3 separate regions of the Mus musculus genome follow, and all the other regions are linked to region 3. A link is a contact called in public HiChIP or PLAC-seq data. All regions are on one chromosome and are shown on one strand. The core of a region is the stretch at or near the end of the contact, and the rest is flanking DNA. Distances in the headings are between cores, read along the strand shown.

Region 1 (4,582 bases), core at 1,764-4,263, 330 kb after region 3:
ACATCAAACTATGCACTCAAAGCACCCAGCTAACAGCTCCCGGGGAAGCCCTGTCCAGGCAGCTGGCTGGAGATCCTGAAAGAGTCCCAGGTGGAGTTCAGTCCCCTCAAGTCAGGCTTCCAAGTGAAAGAACAACCAGGAACAGGTAGAGAGAGCGTCATCAGATTGGATGCTCACAATATCCAGCAGAAACCAAGTGGGGAAGATGAGGCAGTCAGCAAGAGGTTTTGATTAAGTTCTTTCTCCATGGATATGTTTGTCATGGCTGAACTTAAGGCTTCTCTCTTACAATGGGACTGTTACATCATAAGATAATCAGTAGCAACCTCTTTTGGAGATGTTTCACTTTCTAGCTGTTCTCAGGGACACATTGTTTAGAGTCTCAGGCTCTTTTGTTGTTCTCTACTCCTCCCTTTGCAGTCTTAGAGCTGGAGGCTGGGCATCCCCAGTCAAAGAGCCTTGGAGGACATCTGACATAAATGTGCCTAAGATTTGAAGTACAGGGAGGACAGCCTTTCTACTACAGAGTCTCAGTGAGTTCAAAGACTGCCCGAGTTTACCAGTGACAGACACCTCTCTGAGAACAGAGCTCAGCTACTGAGGACCGCTCACAAGGAAGAAGAAAGAAAGAGATCCCCTTTGCATTTCTGCTGGGATGCTGGCACAGTCTCCAGCTCCCCTCTCCAAGTGTCCGGTCTACCGCCAGCAAACCTGTGCAGGGGATTGTCTTTTGTTCTTTTAGGCTTTAAAAATTAATTTATAGCTGGGTGTGGTGGCGCATGCCTTTAATACTAGCACTCGGGAGGCAGAGGCAGGCAGATTTCTGAGTTCGAGGCCAGCCTGGTCTACAAAGTGAGTTCCAGGACAGCCAGGGCTACACAGAGAAACCCTGTCTCGAAAAAAAATTTTTATTTTATTACTATTTATGCATACCATAAGTTAGAGTATCTGTATAGAGGCCTGACGGAGGGCACTGGATCTGGAGCGCACATTGTAAGCAGTTATGAGCTACAAGAAATGGGTTCTGAAAACTTAATTTAGGTCCTCTGGAGAGCAGTGAGCACTCCTGGCTCTGTACCTCTGTCTCTATCCACCTGTGTGTCTTAGTGTATTTATTTTGTCTCTCCTGGCACATCAGTCCTTTTCCACGTTGTCGGATAGCAAGGAGGTCCTCGCCAGAGGCAGTTGTTCAACATTGGACGTCATAGCACCCAGAGCAGCATGGAAAGTAAGTCTCTATACTTTAGATTCCCCGCCTGTCTTTTCTGTTGAAGCAGCAGAACACCCAAGCCTCACCACAGGGCTGTGGGCCCAGAGCTCTCCACAGTCCTGACATGAGGAACCAAGAGCAGCAGAATTCACGTGTTGCTGGATTAACATGGGTGTCACCACCAAGTCTGTTAATACACAACCTAGGGTGTCTACACCCATCACCTTGGCACTCTAAATTTAGCTTTGTGACAGACAATCATACATGCTAACTCTCAGAGATCTGACTGCTGCTCAGTAGTTCATAATTTCCGTCCTAAGGATGGCCAGAACCTTTCCAGTCCCCGGTTCAGGAACAGTAGCAATGTCCGTTACTGGCTACAACATATAGATTAAACATCTGTGCTCATGTCTCTACAAAATGCAGCAGGCACTGGTGTGGTGGTCTGTCAGAGAGGCACAGCCAGCTCAGAGGAAGGGCACAGGCTCCAGCTTCATCCCAGGCTATCAGTTTATCTCCAGACACCTTCCTGGCCAGGCCTATGAGTGCTGGCTTCTTCAGACTGGGACTGGACAGGGCCAGTCTTGCACAGCAGCCTTTGTGCACACATCTTGCTTTGAGCAAGAACAGATGTCTTTTGTATTCCAGGAAGCAGACTTGTTCCTCTGCCTTATCAACTTGCAGAACGCGCTGCACATTCAAGTGGTGGAAACGCCTGTTCAGACAAGTGCAAGTGTTTTCTCTCTGCCTATTGTTCATCTTTTGCCTCGATTCATAATGTATTCTATTTTACCACAGAGGGCTCACAATTTTGTGCAGCCTAATCTTTTCACCTTTTGGCTTTATCGTTCTTGGTGGTGTGTCTTGTGTAGCAGGGTCACCTGTGACTATGCAGAGTGGTCCTGTGGCTTGTCTTCCTCCATGACATTTCACTGGGCACACCAGACACTGGAATGCATGAAGTATATGCTCCGTGGGTCTGACTGGGGGCAGGTACAGTTATGTGTCTAATTGATTGGGCTGCAGTTGTCTAGCATTTGGTTGACAGGATTCCCGGCAACAGAACAGCGGACAAAGCCACACTCAGCCCCTGATCTATTTAGAATGCAAAAACTCTATCCCTCTTGTGTCCCTGTGGCATTGGCTGGTCTCAGACCATACCAAGGTTGTTTTCTTGTTTTGTTTTGTTTTGTTTTTGACTGTTGTTCCCACAGGGCCCCCACACTACAGCCTGCTTCATTGCGTTATCCCAAGATGGGTTTCTGGGAGACACTCGACTCTGATGTTTGTGGGCAGGGGAATTTAGGGTTAGACCATTGCTGGTGGGTCAGTGGCAGGGCTACCTCACTGGTGGCAGGGTGACCACTTTCCAATGGGATGAGACACAACCATCACCTACATCAGTTAGAAAAAACAGTTGTTTTACTGTCCGCTAGTCCAGTTTCTGATACTCATCGGGACCGAGCTGCTGATGGCCAAGGGTCCCTAGTGGCTGGCGTGGATTATTTCATCAAAGACTTATTTGTGTGTGTTGCTTCAGGTCAAGCAGCCTTTGTTTTAGTTTGTCTGCTTCCGTAGCTCTGAGACCAATCTCATCCGCCCACGTGTCCCACAGCTTTGCCCGAGTTCTCTCGCCTGCAGGCAAAGTAATCCCTGATTATGGAGTTTCCGGCATGGGTCATTATTAAGGACGCTGGCGGCATGCTGAGTCATGGGTTTTCTCTTCCTCTGTAAAGGTCAGACTTGCAGGGAGCTTCATTACTGCTATTTGCTTTTCCCCTCCCCCTCCGTGCGTTTCCTGCTGAGTCAGAGGTGAATGCAGAGGATGCCAGTCACATGTCCTCTTCCCATTGTAACTCTGCTCTTACTAGGCACATTCTTTCTGGGCAGGCAGCTGAGACGCATCAGCAGCACAGCCCGCTTACGTACCAGCTTGCTTGCCAGCCTGTCCTATACCTGCCGCTCTACAGCTTGCAGGACATTTCCTAATCAACTAGGCATTGAGGGTGTGATTGATGGTTTGAATATCCTTGGTCCAGGGAGTGCCACTATTGGAAGGTATGGCCCTGTTGGAGTAGGTGTGGCCCTGTTGGAGTAGGTGTGTCACTGTGGGTGTGGGCTTTAAGACCTTCATCCTAGCTGCCTCAAAGTGAGTCTTCCACTAGCAGCCTTCAGATGAAGATGTAGAACTCTCAGCTCCTCCTGCACCATGCCTGCCTGGATGCTGCCATGCTCCTGCCTTGATGATACTGGACTGAACCTCTGAACCTGTAAGCCAGCCCCAATTTAATGTTGTCCTTTATAAGAGTTGCCTTGGTCATGGTTTCTGTTCACAGCAGTAAAACCCTGACTAAGATAGAGGGAATGTCTCAACATTTGCATGGCCATCAATGTCACTCATTGACACACAGAAGATGACACCCTAGAGTTTCTCCTTTTGGACATCCTGCCTGCAGATGGAGCAGCCTCCTTTGCATGTCCTCTCATGCCTAGCAGGGACAGCACCATGGTCATGTCAGCAAGAAGGAATGCGATCCCATGTCACGTAGAGAAGGATGGCCACATCCATTGCCTTGCATGCTTAACCCTTTATGGTTTAGCTTCAGTTATCACATCTTATCACTCACAACAAGGATTGCTCCTTCCAAACTCAGGTCTGGTTCTGTCAGTCCCTGTTCCAAGTGTTCTGTGACTTTTCCTAGGGAGTCTATTTCTATTCCTGCCAGAGGGCAACAGACCAAAGAAACGGTCCTTCCAAGTCTAGCTTGATGAGGCAAGGAGTTTAATTGGAGTTACTTATGGGATCATGGCTGAATTGTTGGCAGCCACACAACTGAAGATGAATCTCCCTCCCTGGCAGTTGTCAGTCACTGACGTATCCTTGGGGGAGGATAGAGAACTCTCTGAGCCTCCCACACCCATGAGCCTTCACTTTCTATGAGGGATGTCAGCAGAATCAGTCTTGAGAGAGCCATATGCAGATGACCACAGCTGGTCTGATTTTGAAAATGACAATGACCAGGCCATACCCAGAGGACCTTGCTCTAAAATTCTTGTCAACATCTGAATCCACTGATTTAGAACCAAATCTTCAACACATGAGCTTTTGGGGGGATACTTTATATACAAACTGTATTGGGGGCCCTGTAGATGTGACGGTGGCTAAGGGCATTGAAGCAACTAAGGGAGGGTACGTTAGGAGAGCTCAGGACATTAGAAGAAACTCTTGCTTGGCTCTATAAGAAAACTTAGGGACCTCAAGGGTAGGATGCATGCTGTTGGACCCAATATCAGCACAGGTCACCTTTTTACCTGCAGAGAATCACTGAGGTGGAGCCCAGGAGGAACCTAAGCAGTCATTGCTGGCTTTGA
Region 2 (4,270 bases), core at 1,749-4,248, 330 kb before region 3:
GTACCACCACACAAGCAAACTGTATTGCTTCAAGCGCTTGCTACAGCCACAGTGAGAAACCAATGCATTTTCTGACCTGAAGCAACTCCACACAACTAAAAGGCAGTGGAGATTATTGCTGTGGCCACACCTGTAGTTCCGGCTCTCAGGACTGTCATGAGGGGGTAACGAGCCCAGGACCTAAGACCAGTATCTTAAAGCATGACAATATAGTACCTAAAAAATACATAAGTCAGAGACCTGTAGTCTCAGGTCTAGAGGGGGCTGACACGGTCACATTGGCGCAGGGTAGCCCATACAAAGTAGATCCAGAGGACCTTTTCAGGTTACCCAATTACAAGCCCACTCTGACCCACACAGCCTCTTGACTCGCCATCCTAGCCCAGCCATGGCTGTACTCCGTTAGATCTCTGGGTGGGATTCAGCTGTCCAGCCTCAGAGCACAACCTGGAAATGTGCAGGGCACAGTCACAAACTATGCTTCTTTGTTCAGAGAACGAAGAGAATCAAAATCAACAGGGCCCAGGGCAGAACAACACTGAAACTTTCAACTACACAAGAGCAGACAGTCAAGCAATACAGAAATAAACAAATATAGGTCAGACAGGGGATGCAGGGCTGGCTCAGAATGTGGAAAATAAATGATGTGATCTACTTACTATGCTAGCAGGAATCAAAAAACTACAGGGCTTAATGCACGCCTTTAATCCCAGCACTTGAGAGGGAGAGAAAGGGGGTTCTCTGAGAGTCTGTGTCAGCCTGATCTACATATCAAGTTCCAGGCCAGCCAAGGCTATATAGTGAGACCTTGTCTCAAGCAAAACAAAAAAAAAAAAAAAAAAAAACAAAATCAGAAACAAAAACAACAAACAACAAAAACAAAACAACATGTGCTCAAATCAAATGATCCAGCAAAAGTCTGCAGCCATCAAACGAACCAGAACAGAAAGAATATGCCTGATATCACCTAAGTCTATTACAGGGAGCCTACAATAATCAATAGCAAAACTACAACTATCATGATGTTTAAGAGTGGCCAAAGGCAGGCATAGTAGTGCACGCCTTAATCCCCGTGTGGGGAGTGAGGACATGAGAATCTGGAGCTCAGGGCCACCCTCAGTGACATTCTGAGCTTGGGGCCAGTCTGGGCTGCATGTAACTATCTCAGGACAAAAGTCTGAATGCTTTGCACCATGGTCAAGAACAAGGTAAAGACATCCACCCCATCCCTCCCTCTTCAACCCGACTCTCAGTCCTGGCCAAAGGGGAAAAGCCTACAAAGTAAGAAAAGGACACACACACGCTAAACTCAGTTTACACGCTAGGCTCAGTTCAAAGGGGGTTCTCAACCTGTGGGTCATGACCCCTTTGGGGAGGTCACAAATGAGATACCTTGCACTTCAGATATTTACACTACAAATTTATAACAGAAGAAAATTACAGTTATGAAATAGCACCAAAATAATTTATGGTTGGGAGTCACCATAACAAAAAGAGCTGTATTAAAAGGTCACAGCATTAGGAAGGCTGAGAACCACTGGTTTAGAAAGGAAAAATATGTCACTCTCCCTGCTGATAGACAACATGAAAGTCTATAGAAACCCCAAGGTCCCTCCCCAACAGTGTTTATAAGTGGAGTGTTTATAAGCAAGCTTAGCAAGGCGGAAGGACACCAGGCTGAAGCAAAAATCCAGTTCTATAGAGTCACAGACCCTGTAGCTCAGGCCCATAATTCATGCTGCTCTTTATGCACAGGCTAGCCCTAGGCCGCCTACACATAGGTAGCAGATGTCCAGCATGGTCTCCATGTGGGTCCTCTAACAAGCAGAGCGGGGCTGACTCTGACTCTGTTGCCTCCCTTCCCTAGTGGGCTACCTTGTTTGGCCTCAGTCTCCTGCTACAACTTAATGTGCCAGGGCTGGTTGGTACCCATGGGGCGGGGGTGGGGTGGTGGGCTTCCCTTCTCAGAGGAGAAGGGGGAAAGGAGAGTGGGGGAAGGGATGAGAGGGATGTGATGGTGGAACTGGGAGGAGAGGAGGGAGGGGCTGCAGTCAGGATATAAAGTGAACACATGAATAAGTTAAGGGAAAAAACAACAAAAATGCAGAGAGAGAGAGAGAGAGAGAGAGAGAGAGAGAGAGGATCCATGCTGTTCTTGAAGCAAGGGATCTTTATGACTTCAAGGTCAGCCTGGTCTACCCAGCAAGTTCTAGGCCAGCCACAGTTATATTGTGAGACCATCTAAAACAAAACAAACAAAACCATGCTCCTTTTTCAGTGTAACTCAGGACAGGACCAGAGTCTGGGCCTCATCACCCACAGAGGATAGCTCACTGTAACTCTCGCTTTAGGAGATCTGATACCCTCTTCTGATCTCCACAGGCACCCACAGGTACCCACACTCACACACACACACATGTAGGCATGCAGACACACATAGATCAAAACAAAAATTATCTGAAAAATGTCATTAGCAGTGAGTGATTAAAAGCCAACTTTTTTTTTTTTTTTCGAGACAGGGTTTCTCTGTATAGACCTGGCTGTCCTGGAACTCACTCTGTAGACCAGGCTGGCCTCGAACTCAGAAATCTGCCTGCCTCTGCCTCCCGAGTGCTGGGATTAAAGGCGTGCGCCACCACTGCCTGGCAAAAGCCAACATTTTAAAAGTAATAACATTTATAGTAACTACCAATAAGTTCAATAACCACTATTAATCTACAAAAATTTATATGTCAAAAACAGAAATATAGCTGGGCATGGTGGCGCATGCCTTTAATCCCAGCACTCGGGAGGCAGAGGCAGGTGGATTTCTGAATTTGAGGCTAGCATGGTCTACAGAGTGAGTTCCAGGACAGCCAGGGCTACACAGCTACACAGAGAAACCCTGTCTTAAAAAAAAAAAAAAAAACAGAAATATATTGACGGAAGAAATCAACAGTGCCTCAACGTGTGGGACATTCCAAACCCATGAGCACCAAAGGTCACCCCAGCTCCACCCACAGTGACCTGTAGATCAAACGCAGCTCCAGGCAACAGCCCTGACATTTATAGATACAAGTAAGCTGAGTAAAATTTTGTATGTAAGCATAAAGCCACAACCCAAACAATGCTTATAAGAGAAAGAAAAAAGACAAAAGAGTCTAGACAGTCAGGTAAAGGGCTAAAGACTGAACTTACATGGCCTCAAGCAAGCTAAGCAGGCATTTTGCCATGAAGCCACACCTCCCAGCCCACATTAACAGATTTTTTTTTTTTTGAGACATGATCTCCTTGTGTATCCCTAGATAGACCAGGCTGGCCATGAACTCACAGAGATCGCCTGCCTCTGCCTCCGAAGTGCTAGAAATAAAGACATGCACCACCATGCCCAGCTCTTGGTGGATTTTAAGACTTCATGTAAACCTGAGTGGACAGGACAGTGTATATAGGCAGAAGGAGAAACACAGAGGACTGTGGGACAAGGAAGAGATAAGCTCTTCCGAATGTGGCCAGTGACTTTCGAAGAGCCTTACTGACTAGCTCACAAGCCACAAGGGGCCACCATGCAGTTCAGTGGGTCTTGGCATATTCATAGGCAAAAAATAAAAAATAAATCTACTTTGCCAAAAATTAACCCAAATTGTTACACAGGCCCTAAATTAAATGCAAAGTTAGAAAACTTACAAACGAAGAAAAAAAGTCAAAAGAAAATCTATAGCCCATCATGATGGCGCACACCTTAAAATCCCAGCACTCAGAAGACAGAGGCAGATCTCTGTGAGTTCCATTCCAGCCTGGTCTATATAGTGAGTTCCATGACAACCACAGCTACATAGTGAAACCCTTTCTCAGAAGAGATAGGGTGGGGGGAGGGGGAGAGAAGGAGGGAGAGAGGGAAGAAGTATAGGGAAAAGAAAATCCTTACAACCTGAAATAATAAATAGATTCTTAGATATGACACTAAAGCGCCATCCCTGAAAGGTAAACTGTGATTTGGGTATAACTCAGACAGAGATAGCCCAGCACCTGCAAGGCCCTGGGATCATCCTCCAATACACAGAGAAAAAGACTAGATAAACTGATAAATGAACTTCATAAAAATCTACAACCTTCTGCTTGAATTGGAAGTGTGTATGGCTCAGTGATAGTGACTTTAGCATTAATGTAGTCCCCTGTCAACCACCAGAACCAAAACGAGGGTGGGGAGATATTGTCCCTAAGTCACTATTAAGACAATAAGTGACTGGGAGGTGGTGGTGACACACATCTTTAATCCCAGTGCTCGGGAGGC
Region 3 (4,593 bases), core at 358-2,857:
ACATCAGCACGGTGCCATTGTGGATCATCTACATCCAGAATCAGCACAAATGGAACCTGGGTCCGCAGGCCTGCAAGGTGACTGCTTACATCTTCTTCTGCAACATCTACATCAGCATCCTCTTGCTCTGCTGCATTTCCTGCGACCGCTACATGGCCGTGGTCTATGCACTGGAGAGCCGAGGCCACCGCCACCAGAGGACTGCTGTCACCATTTCTGCGTGTGTGATTCTTCTTGTTGGACTTGTTAACTATCCAGTGTTTGACATGAAGGTGGAGAAGAGTTTCTGCTTTGAGCCCCTGAGGATGAACAGCAAGATAGCCGGCTACCACTACCTGCGTTTCACCTTTGGCTTTGCCATCCCTCTCGGCATCCTGGCGTTCACCAATCACCAGATCTTCCGGAGCATCAAACTCAGTGACAGCCTGAGCGCTGCGCAGAAGAACAAGGTGAAGCGCTCCGCCATCGCGGTCGTCACCATCTTCCTGGTCTGCTTTGCTCCCTACCACGTGGTACTCCTCGTCAAAGCTGCCAGCTTTTCCTTCTACCAAGGAGACATGGATGCCGTGTGTGCCTTTGAAAGCAGACTGTACACAGTCTCTATGGTGTTTCTGTGCCTGTCTACAGTCAACAGTGTGGCTGACCCCATCATCTACGTGCTGGGTACAGACCACTCTCGGCAAGAAGTGTCCAGAATCCACACAGGGTGGAAAAAGTGGTCCACAAAGACATATGTTACATGCTCAAAGGACTCTGAGGAGACACACTTGCCCACAGAGCTTTCAAACACATACACCTTCCCCAATCCCGCGCACCCTCCAGGATCACAGCCAGCGAAGCTAGGTTTACTGTGCTCGCCAGAGAGACTGCCTGAGGAGCTCTGCTAAGTCCACTCTTCCTCAAAACTAGCACCAGTCACACATACCTGGTCCTCTGAGTCACCGTCTGGGGTGTCCACAGCACTATAGATGCCTTTGTTCGGGCACACGCTGCTGATCTTTCCTTCCTAAGGCCACCAACTCTGAAAGTATCTGTTCCTTAGACGTCCTCAGGCTCCCCTCTATGGAAAGCGGGGCTTGCTAAGGAGCCTGTGGCTCTTAGGAGAGCTCTTTATCAGCAGTGTGCTCTGCGGGGCTCCCAGCGGCCATCAGCTGAGCACCTGGTAGGACACTTTATTCCCCCATTGTCCAGTGGCTAACACAGTTAGTTCATCTTGGGGCTTTCCACTGAGATGGAAGTGAACTGTGTTCAGAGTTACCACCATGGAGATAGGAGTCCAACCCTGCGGGCTCCCACTGGGGGTTGGTTCTGAGTGGACATAATTGTCTTCTGGAGGAGCCATGGAGCACGGTGGCCAATTGATCCAGCTCCTAGTAGCCCAGGATATCCTCCCCTGGGACCCCTCAACCATTTACATTAGGAAGTGCTAGTGGACACCCCAGGAATAGGTTGGTATAGCTGCTACCAGATAAGGAGTTATCTGACATCTGGCATGTCTTTCTTTGCCTTGCAACTTCTGGCTTTGACATCACAGAGGAGGTAGGCTGGGGCTCTTGAAAGGGCAAGCCAGGAGCAAGCCCCACTTTGCCCCGTTTTCTCCAATGTTGACTCTGAGTCAAATCCCGGCTCTGCTCCAAGAGCCTTGTCTTGCTGAGTCATTCCTGTGCTACCTCACTGGGTCACTCGCTGCTGGGACTGACGCCGCCCCCTCCCCCCCCCCCGACCCCACCCCATCCCAGAGGCTCCTGATGCACTTGGAGTGCAAGGGCCAAGGACCCTGAGCTTGGTGGGCCTCGGAGCTGATCCTCCTGAAGCACACACATCACGGATGCTGCACTGAGACTGTGACCTCAGAGTTAACTTCAGCTCTACCTTGGAAGAAGTACGGAGAATAAGAACACAGACTTCCTTTCCTTGCTACAGGGCATTTTTGATTGTTTTTTGAGACGAGGTTTCTCGCACCTCAGACTGATCTTAAACTCACTAAGTAACATAGGAAGACCTGTTTTCTCCTGATTCTGTCTGTTGTCCCCATCTCTTGGGGTGGAATTAAAAGGATGCATCACCAGCCTCGGACTTCCTCTTCAGTGATGTTTGCTTGTTTGTTTGTTTGTTTGTTTGTGTGGCTGTGTTGGCAGAGCCGTGTGTGTGTGTGTGTGTGTGTGTGTGTGTGTGTGTGTGTGTGTGTGGCTCGAGCACACACAGTCCCATGCACTAAGGCCAAAGGTTGACCCCTGACATCTTCCTTGATATCTTCTTTAAGTGTGAGTCAGGGTCTCACACTGAAACCAGAGCTCACCAATTTGGCTGAACCAGTTAGCCGGCTTGCTCCAGTGATCTCTGTCTCTGCCTTGCATGCAGTGGGGCGGTACAGGCAGGCGGCCATGCTTGCTTGCCCTTGTGCCTCGCTTTGTTTTGTTCTGCTTTTAGGAGACAAGTTTCTCTCTGTAGTCCTGACTGTCCTCTGTAGACCAAGATGGCTGCTGTAGACCAGGCTGGCCTGGAACTCACAGAGATGCCCCCGCCTGTGCCTCCCGATGGCTGGGATTAAATGCACACAACACCATGTCCAGCCCCGCGCCTCCGCTTGTGTATGGTGCTGGGGATCCAAACTCTGATCCTCACTTGCTCAGCAAACACTCTAAGAACTGCCCCATCGTCACAGCCTCTCTACTTCCTTTTTAAAATAAGAGGGTTTTTTGTTTTTTTAATTTTTACCTCTGTAGGTAGACATCTTTCCACTTGGAAGGCCAAACCTAGGACAGGAAGGTGACCCCCGGGAACATGGAGACTCTAAGTGTAATGTGGCTGTGGTGAAGGGCAGGAAGGTGGAGCGGCTGAAGGTTCTTACGGCTTTCTACTGCCCTTGGCACAGCAAAGCCAAACAATCTCCCATCCATACCCCTCTGCCAAGTTCAACCCAGGCTGAGAGATGGATGTCCTGTTTTCTCTGAAGCAGGAATCTGTGCCCCCCCCTCGATGGAATGGGTCCTCCACCTGCCCTCTCTAGGAGCTTCTATGTCTTAGCCCCTCTCCTCCTTTCAGCCTTAGGGCTCTGACATCACCCCTGGGCCAGCACCGCATCAAATCATTGGAATCCTGTGTGGACGGTGTGGGGCTAGCCTGACAGTCTCTGTGGGGAAGGCAGGTGACCAGGAGGTTCAGAGGAATCCCGAATGGCTTCTACCCTGTGGGGGTACCCGTCTCACCATAAACCCAAGGTCAGGAAAAAGAACACATAGTGGAGAAGGGCTAGACACAGGAAACGCCAACCGAGTTTATTTTACTTATAACAGAAGCACATATTCTGGAATGACTAAGGAAGACAAAAGATTCCAGAAAGTGTTTCCACTGGTGGCACCGTGGCCACTGACCTGTGACTACCCGTACTCCACCACAGGGATTTCCCAGTAGATATGTGGCCACCTTGTGGCCACAATCAAGTTGAGCAAGTGTGTGTGTGTGTGTGTGTGTGTGTGTGTGTGTGTGTGTGTGTGTGACTGAACACAGGCATTTTTTTTATTTTTTTTTACCGTTGAGCTAAATGCCCAACTGGGAATCCCCACTCTTATGAGTTATCAGGAAAGCAACATAAATCAGCAGTCCAGGAGGCCGGAGACAGACAGGAGGGTGGAGCCAAGAGTAGGCCTGACTCTGAAGGTTCCTGGGAGTGAACCACCAGACAGGCAGGTGAGGTTAGAAAATGGATGCTTGGGCTGGAGAGATGGCTCAGCGGTTAAGAGCACTGACTGCTCTTCCAAAGGTCCTGAGTTCAATTCCCAGCAACCACACGGTGGCTCCAACCATCTGGTGTGTCTGAAGACAGCTACAATGTATTTATATACATTAAGTAAATAGTAATCTTACAAACAAACTGAAAGATCCTGACAGAATGTAAAAGGTCACAGAAGCCCTGAAATTGGCAAAATAGGTTTTATTGCTAGCAGAACTAGCTTCACTGATTTAGAAAAATAGAGGTGCACAATGCTCTGTCCACTCCTTAAACCTGTGTGTCTGCCAACGTTTTGACCATTCCTTGACCCGTGTGTGTGCCCACTGATGAAGCCCATTGCCAGGTGTTTGTGATATTGGTTGCTGGGAAAGAGTCGGAAAATCTCCCCAGCAACCACAGCCGGGCCAATCCTGAGTTGCTACACCTGCACCAGACTCTTTCCTTATACCCCTCCCATACCCATTTCTTGAGAATAGACATTGTTTAGATCTGGAAATCCCCTACTCTCCCCCTTCTCCTTTCCCCCCTGAGGGCCTATAAAAACTGGGATCTCTTTCCCCTCGAGGTCGACTCCTCTACCCCTGCGTGGGATATGAGTCGTCCCCAGAGCTCTGGCTTTCCCCGAATAAAGCCTCATGTGGTTTACATCAAGCTTGGTCTATCGTGAGTTCTTGGGTGTCTGCTATTGTTCTGAGGCCTGATCGAGGGGCTCCTCTCGGAGTCTTTCAAAACAAACAAACAAACAATGATGCTTGAGGAGACCCAGATGGGCCTCGGAAGCCTGGATGTTGGAGCTTGTAACACCGGCATAGCCCCTAACAGGAAGGGCGGTGGTTAACCAAGGTGGGTCTAGGAACCTT

The links. HiChIP or PLAC-seq counts read pairs in DNA pulled down with a chosen protein or histone mark.
Region 1: a contact with region 3 is called in a FOXA1 HiChIP or PLAC-seq map of pancreatic cancer cells. The contact joins two enhancer-like sites. A contact is called at or near these places in 1 of 39 promoter capture datasets (liver) and 1 of 115 datasets of contacts at active chromatin or transcription factors (pancreatic cancer cells).
Region 2: a FOXA1 HiChIP or PLAC-seq map of pancreatic cancer cells shows a contact between it and region 3. The contact joins two enhancer-like sites. A contact is called at or near these places in 1 of 39 promoter capture datasets (neural stem cells), 6 of 115 datasets of contacts at active chromatin or transcription factors (double positive thymocytes, embryonic stem cells, large pre-B cells and 3 more) and 2 of 9 other capture datasets (embryonic stem cells and liver).

The regions. Positions count from the first base shown.
Region 1 is chr12:112,515,527-112,520,108 of GRCm38.p6, reverse strand. No RefSeq gene overlaps it. Among named protein-coding and RNA genes, the nearest start is that of Tmem179, 6.7 kb to the right of the region's middle. Within about 2 kb of position 3,013, at least 105 of the 459 cell types and tissues checked have an H3K27ac peak or open chromatin away from gene starts, as enhancers often do. A contact at or near this core is called in pancreatic cancer cells, where this site is marked.
Region 2 is chr12:113,179,924-113,184,193 of GRCm38.p6, reverse strand. No RefSeq gene overlaps it. Among named protein-coding and RNA genes, the nearest start is that of Tmem121, 3.8 kb to the left of the region's middle. Within about 2 kb of position 2,998, at least 6 of the 459 cell types and tissues checked have an H3K27ac peak or open chromatin away from gene starts, as enhancers often do. A contact at or near this core is called in pancreatic cancer cells, where this site is marked.
Region 3 is chr12:112,848,350-112,852,942 of GRCm38.p6, reverse strand. It overlaps Gpr132 (G protein-coupled receptor 132), which reads left to right. Exons shown (of 3, transcript NM_019925.4): 3 at 1-2,067. The coding sequence ends at 887. Among named protein-coding and RNA genes, the nearest start is that of Gm30461, 9.5 kb to the left of the region's middle. Within about 2 kb of position 1,607, at least 47 of the 459 cell types and tissues checked have an H3K27ac peak or open chromatin away from gene starts, as enhancers often do. A contact at or near this core is called in pancreatic cancer cells, where this site is marked.